2 separate regions of the Danio rerio genome follow, and region 2 is linked to region 1. The links are chromatin contacts, called in public Micro-C maps. All regions are on one chromosome and are shown on one strand. Each heading gives the region's core, a stretch centred on a gene start, on an enhancer-like site or on the middle of the called end of the contact. The rest is flanking DNA. Distances are from core to core; before and after follow the strand shown. Region 1 overlaps akap13 (A-kinase anchoring protein 13). Region 2 holds the start of enc2 (ectodermal-neural cortex 2).

Region 1 (3,588 bases), core at 679-3,178:
GTCATGGCACCCAACCCCAACACTGAACCCTACCGTCATTGGGGCACAAGTAAATCGTACTAAACTGGACGGATGAGATCAAACAAATTCATACAAATTAACCACTAAATCAAAAAGTTGGTACGAATTAGTATGAAAATGTATGATTTTAAAAGGTGTCATGTCACCCATCCCCAAACCCTACCATCATTGGGGGATAAGCAAATCATACTAAATTAAATGAATGAAATTGTACAAATTCATGCAAATAAACCAATAAATCAAAAAGTTGATACGAATTAGTACAAAAATTTACAATTTTAAAAGGAGTTTAATCCCAACCATCATTGGGGGATAAGCAAATCAAACTAAACTTGACAAATGAAATTGGAAGAATTCATACAAATTAGCCGCTAAATCAAAAAGTTGGAACGAGCTGGTAAGAAAATGTACGATTTTAAAAGGAGTCATGGCACCAAATCCCACCCCTAATTCCAGCCGTCATTGGGTGATAAGCAAATCATACTAAATAGGATGAACGAGATTGTATGAATTCATATGAAATAACCACTAAATAAAAAATTTGGTACGAATTGGTATGAAAATGTATGATTTTTAAAAGAGCCATGGCACCCAATCCCACCCCTAAACCCAACCACCATTCGGGGATAAGCAAATCATGCTAAATTGGATGAATGGGATTGTATGAATTCTTACGAATTAACCACTAAATCAAAAAGTTGGTATGAAAATGTACAACTTTAAAAGTCATGGCACTCAACCCCACCACTAAAACCAACCGCCATTGGAGGATGAGCAAATCGTACTAAATTCGACGAATGAGATGGTACAAACTCATACGAATTAACCACTAAATCAAAAAGTTGATACAAATTGGTACGAAAATGTACGATTTTAAAAGGAGCCATGGCACCAACCACTAAATCCAACCGTCATTGGGCGATAAGCTAATCATACTAAATTGGTTAAATGAGATTGTATGAATTCACACGAATTAACCACTAAATCAAGAAGTTGGTACAATTTGTCACGGAAATGTACAGTTTTAAAAGGAGACATGGCTCCCAACCCCAACCCTAAACCCAACCATCATTGGGGGATAAGCAGATCGTGCTAAATTGGACGAATGAAATTATACGAATTCATAGCAGTTACAAATTGCTGTTAGATGGTGATGAAAATATAGCACACATTACACTTGGTTTTGTACTTTTAGAAATGTTTAAATACTTATGTGTATTTTTGATAAATGCACCGCCTTTTGTGTTCCACGGAACAAAAACATGGGTTTGGATCAACATGAGGGAGATTAAATTACTTTCTGGAAGGACAAAATGAGAGAAAACAAAGGAAAATGAACTAAGCCAAAGAAAAAAAAACAAGACTTGAAAGGGGGGAGCAGAAGCACAGAAGTCGAGAAGAATACAAAGGATATTTCCATCAGCAGTCGAGCCAACAAACAGATGCATGAATGGAAGGAGTGTGTGTGTGTGTGTGTATATATCAAGACCAGCCTCACTGGTGTCTTCAACCCTCCCACTCCAGCAACACAGCCCTTTTGCTTTTCTTCAACATCACGCCATTCTTACACTTCACATTCCTGCGCTTGAGAGGCGGCCTTGTCCCTTTTTCAAGTTTGCGTGCGTGTTTTTAAAGAACTGTTTTCCCAGGGGTGGTGAGTGTGGTTTAATAGTTTAGACGTTTCGTGAAAAAGGAACTCCTTTAAAGAGGGGTTCCCACAATGCATCTGGCCTGCTACATGAGGGCAGATAAAAGCAGTCAAAAAAAAAAAAAAAAAAAAAAGCTGTGTCAAAAGAGAATAGGCTGAACACATGCTGCTGGTGGTGCATTGAGACCACAGTCTGTGCTTTTTTGCCCTTGTTTCTTTCTGCAACACACATGTAGACTTCTAGACAGCACATCTGGAAGGAGTTATATCACTTATAAACACTAGAGGGAGCCACAGCTCTCTAGACGCCAAATGAGAAGCTTAACAACAAGCAAACATCCTATTATCCATCATCAGAATAGCATTTTAGGATGACATTATCTAAAAAGCAGTTAAAATAAGAAGACGAAGCACGTGAATTTAATTCAAATGTAAAAATCCTCTTCAAGAATAGCTTTAATATTATGTTGTGGTCTGGCTGGAAGTGTTATGATGTATTAATTCATCAACGAACTCCAAATTAAATAATTGAGCCTTTCTGATGTGGGGAAACACACATCAGTCATGAAATGTGTTAGCATAACAAATCAGTTTCAGATTTAACTTCCAATCAGCCTCAATAAATTATTATGATGATTGATGACAAGAAAAGTTAAACCAGGACTCAAAAAAGCTACAAAATGACTCAAAATATTGAGTTTAATCGTGCTAATGGACTTTTCCAGCAAGAGCAAAGTTAGCATGCTAGTCAAAGTTAAGATGCTCTATAAATGTGGCCCCTGCACTTATCTGGAGAGTCTCTTAAAGATAGAATGTTCCAGTGTAATTTCTTTCAAATGCTGACAATGTAGCTACACAGCCTCATGATGCAGTCCAAGTCTGCATGCCAGACAGCAGATAAGCGAAAAAGTAGCCTGTTTTTAGAAGCTAACTAGACACAGTAAGCTAGTTTGACAAGAGAGGTGATGACACGCTTAAAAATGAACAGATAACTGATAACTAAGATCTTTTTTGTTATTATTTTAGTTCAGACAATGCCAGAACTAAAAGCATGCTGCTTGAACAGGCTAACGGTAAGACTTAACATTCCCTGCTAATTCTTCAAAAAGAAAGTTTTCCCCAGACTGAATTAAAATTTGTTATGTCTTTCATTACTATCACTTAAGAGAGAAAGAAAATATTTCATCGCCCATGTTAGAGTGTACTACTATGAAAACAAAGAGAATATTAGCCGCAACATGCTAGCGAAGACAAGTATCAGTTTGCATTTCTTTTACAAGGCCTGTTCACACCAAGAAAGATAACAATAAAGCCAACTAGATTAGCATCCATACCATCAAAGTTTATTATGCTGTTTATTATAAATGCATGTTGTTTTATTTTATTTAACTGTTTATTTATTTGGCAGGGACAGTGTAAATTAATTAGCATTTCTGCAAACGCACCAGAATTAGCCAAAAGGTTATTTTTCTGTTATCCCTGGACAGTTGTTAAAATTGTAATTATGTTGTCCACCAATTTAAATGCTCTATAAAGTTGGATGGATTCTGGTTGGCTGAGAATGTTTGTCATGCGTTAGCAGGAAAGAATTAAGCTAAATGTTCAAAGAGATTCCAGTTTTATTCCTCTGACTAGTAAAGGTTTCTCATAGTAGCATAGTAGCATAATTATTAAAACTTTTTAAGAAACATTTAATAGCCCTTTTCACACAATGATGCCAGTAAATATCCAGAAAATTTCCAAAACGACTTTATCCGTAAATTTATAAAAAATCTGTTTACACAGGCAAGCATGTTCCGGAATTTGTCCGGAAAAGACCATTCACACATCCACTCCAAAATAGAGATAAATTCTGACATCATTAACCAGAAACAACCTATAAATGGCAGTGCTTGTATTTGTAAACATAGAAGAGGTCT
Region 2 (3,588 bases), core at 348-2,847, 160 kb before region 1:
GTGTATGAATGAGTGTGTATGGATCTTTCCTAGTACTGGGTTGCAGGTGGAAGGGCATCCGCTGTGTAAAACATAATCTGGATAAGTTGGCCGTTCATTCTGCTGTGGCGACACCTGACACAGTTCGATATTTACAAATCCACATTTATTTTATTTACCTTGAATGAATGAATGAATAAATTAATGAATTAATTAATGATCCATTTAATAGTTCAGTAGATTTTTTTGATCAGCATGGTGGCCCAGTGGGTACCGCGGTCACCTCACAGCAAGAAGGTCGCTAGTTCGAGCCTTGGCTGGGTCAGTTGGCATTTCTGTGTGGAGTTTGCATGTTCTACTAGTGTTCGCATTAATTTCCTTTGGAGTTTCTCTGGTTTCCCCCACAAGTCCAAAAGACATGCACTATAGGTGAATTGAGTAAACTAAACAGTGTCCGTGTGAATGAGAGTGTATGGGTGTTTCCCAGTGATGGGTTGCAGCTGGAAGCAAGTGGTGCTCGCTGCAGAGCCATTTGAGGAGAGCTGAGCTCCAGCGAGGGGGAGCTTAAGCTTGAGCTCCACCTTTTTTGCACTTCTTCTATGAGTGATGTCACTGGGGGTAGGGTTAGGGGTGGGGTTGGTGTACGCATTAAAACAGCTTACAGAAGGAGGAGCGACAGCTCATGCTCCCCCTCGCTGGAGCTCAGCTCTCCTCAAATGGCTCTGCAGCGAGCACCCTCTCGCTGGAAGGGCATCCACTGCGTGAAACATATGTTAGACAAGTTGGCTGTTCATTCCACTGTGGCGACCCCTGAATAACAAAAGGACTAAGCTGAAAAGAAAATAAATGAGTAAATTGTCATGGCTGACCAGCCATTAACAGGTATTGGAAATATTTTTAATATTAATATAACTTTACCCTTAAGGATCATTTTATAAGTGATAAAATATGAATTTATAATGACATTTATACTGATTAATACCAAATGCAGTGTTGTTAATATATAAATCACTTATTATACTCGAGGTAAACAATGTTGAATTTATGATATGGTTTATCACAGCTATGAATACACTACAATACACTACATCCACTAGATGGAGCTATATGCATTGTGTATAGAAATCTCTTTACAAGGCTTGTAGTCTACTTATAAACAAACATATATATATAAACTAATAGAACTACATGCTGGAGGATGCTGATGATGTGGCAAAACGGGAAAAAAACTAACAATTCTATAAAGGAAATTTAAGTAAGTCTTGTTTTGATTTCCTGTTAAAATAGTCCTATATAATCATTTATACGTAGAAATGCCACCATGCCCGATGAATGTTTTGTCATTGTTGCAATTTGAAGAAGCATATGTAAACATACTTCTCTTCTAATTGTTGTGATGGCCTGTCATCGCCCATCGTGACGCTCCGCCCACTTTTCATCCATTGGCTGCTTCGTATAGAAAACAGCGCAGAACTTTAGGTTGGAGCGCTCCCATTGGCTACAATTTATATTTGCATAAGTTCTCAGCTCGTGATTGGTCGACGGCGCGTCAATCACTCGCTACAACCCATTCCCTGCGTTTGGATATTACCTTAGGAGACTCTACAGTTTTTCATCAGTGAGGACTGGAATGTGGACAAAGTAACCCAGCCGACCAGACAAGAGGCGAACAAAACTATGATTCCTTTTCAAAATTTAAAACCGCACAACGTCAGGATTTCTTACTAGCGTCCAGCACACTGTAAGTATACCAAGTTTTTTGTTATATTAGAACAAAAAGCTTGAGATGAATAACCCTCTAATAATCAACATCTGCACTGTTCTTCCTGTTTTTGGCAGAGCTGGAAAAGCCAATACACTCAGTCAGGATTAGGTGTGAGCTGGATAGGGATTGGTGACCACATCTCGCTTCTTCCAGAAGGAGAAACGGGTGTAAATCGGAAGATAATGATCGCTTACAGGGAGAGCAGCGTCTTTACGTCTCTCTAATCGTCAGGAGTTTGTCAGGCTTTCTTCTGCATGTCAATACACTGAGTTGCGACTCTCCGCTAACAGCATTAGCTCCTCTTATTCACAGCGGTCGCCGTAAGACTAAGCTTAGACAAATCTGTCATTTCTGATATTACTGGGTTTACATTTTGGCTTGATTAGATTTTACCTCAGTATGAGTTATTTAGCTTTTCAGGTGTCTTTTCCATTGTTTAGCGCACTAGCGAGATGGCTAACTGTAGCTCGAGTTCGCGCATTTCTAAAGTCTTGCAGCGCAAAAAAGTCGCAGAAATTGTCTTATTTGTCGCGTTATGTATTTGTATCACTAATATATTTCTTCAGTTTATAAAGTCTAAAGGAGGCGAGAGGGGAACTATTGGAAATGACTGAAGGAAATTGTGTTTTGTTTGTTTAGTTTTTTCAAGCCCGCGCCTCAGAGCACCTGCTCCCACTGTAGTTTTTTACTAATTGGGAATATATATATATATATATATATATATATATATATATATATATATATATATATATATATATATATATATATATATATATATAAATTTTATTTTATTTATTTCTTTTTTTTGTGATACAAAAGACAGGAAAATTAGTCTTATTGAATCATCCATGGCCTCAGATTTCTTATACAACGACGGAATTTGAAGTTCAGTCCAGTTATTTTTACATTGGTCATAGTTCAAGTAAACAAGTGCCTGTCTAACTTCAAATTGGCTGCTTACTCTTGCAAAGTGTGAATGGTCCTAACATTACCTTTATACTTAAATTATTCGCCTCAGTTTTCAGTTCTAGTTTTCAGATGCATCTTTAATCCAACACCAGATTCATTAGGTCATTTTAAAGGCTTCATGTCCTAAAAGTGGGTTGTTAAATTACAAATACAGTATGAACAAAATGTTTAGTTATGGTTCTCCTTGAGTTGTTGAGAAGAAGCACTTCTTGCAAGCATAAGAAATAAGGAACTGAGCATATGACAAATTTTCATATGTTCACTGTTTTTCCATTTACAATGTCGACATAACTAATATGGCCACACTTAAAACCTTCTGTAACAATAGCAGCCAACTTTTAAGTGCTATCACACAAGTACAAATATTTAAATTTAGTGAAGTTTAGGAACAATATGTTTTTGTCATTTGGCTTGTATCTAGGGCTGAGCCAATAAACAATATTATATTGAATCAGGATAAAATATGTGTTAATAATAATAGCTCTGGACATTTTTTTACTCAATATTGATCTACAAGCCAATCACACAGCAGCAATGTGCAACAATAAGAATCTAAAAGTGTGTTGATATTAGAGATGTACAGAATTTTTGGCGCTGAAAATTTTAACGGCCTAAAATATGTAATGCCATTTGATGGACCCTCTATTTTTTGTGGCTTCAGTGATTGTTGGGGTACTCTTTTAAATCTGTAAGCATTAGAGACATAAAATTAGAACATTTAGAACTGAAATTTATTGGCCTAAAATGTGTTATGCCACTTGATGGACCCTCAAATTTTTGTGGCTTCAGTCATTGTTGGGGTACTCTTTTAAATATGGAAGCATTAACAACTTATATCGAAATATATAGTTATCATTCAAAATGGAAATAATTAT

The links. A called contact is a pair of places that touch in the nucleus more often than the background predicts.
Region 2: a Micro-C map of caudal fin shows a contact between it and region 1, with 3 times the contacts expected there. The contact joins the promoter of enc2 here to the enhancer-like site in region 1. A contact is called at or near these places in 2 of 18 Hi-C or Micro-C datasets (caudal fin and an unstated tissue) and 1 of 4 datasets of contacts at active chromatin or transcription factors (embryo).

What each region holds. Positions count from the first base shown.
Region 1 is chr25:12,041,196-12,044,783 of GRCz12tu, reverse strand. All of the region lies in intron 8 of akap13 (A-kinase anchoring protein 13), which reads right to left. Among named protein-coding and RNA genes, the nearest start is that of agbl1, 89 kb to the left of the region's middle. Within about 2 kb of position 1,928, at least 20 of the 62 cell types and tissues checked have an H3K27ac peak or open chromatin away from gene starts, as enhancers often do. A contact at or near this core is called in caudal fin, where this site is marked.
Region 2 is chr25:12,204,368-12,207,955 of GRCz12tu, reverse strand. enc2 (ectodermal-neural cortex 2) reads left to right here and starts at 1,597. Exons shown (of 5, transcript XM_073942911.1): 1 at 1,597-1,720; 2 at 1,819-1,970. All of the region lies in intron 2 of agbl1 (AGBL carboxypeptidase 1), which reads right to left.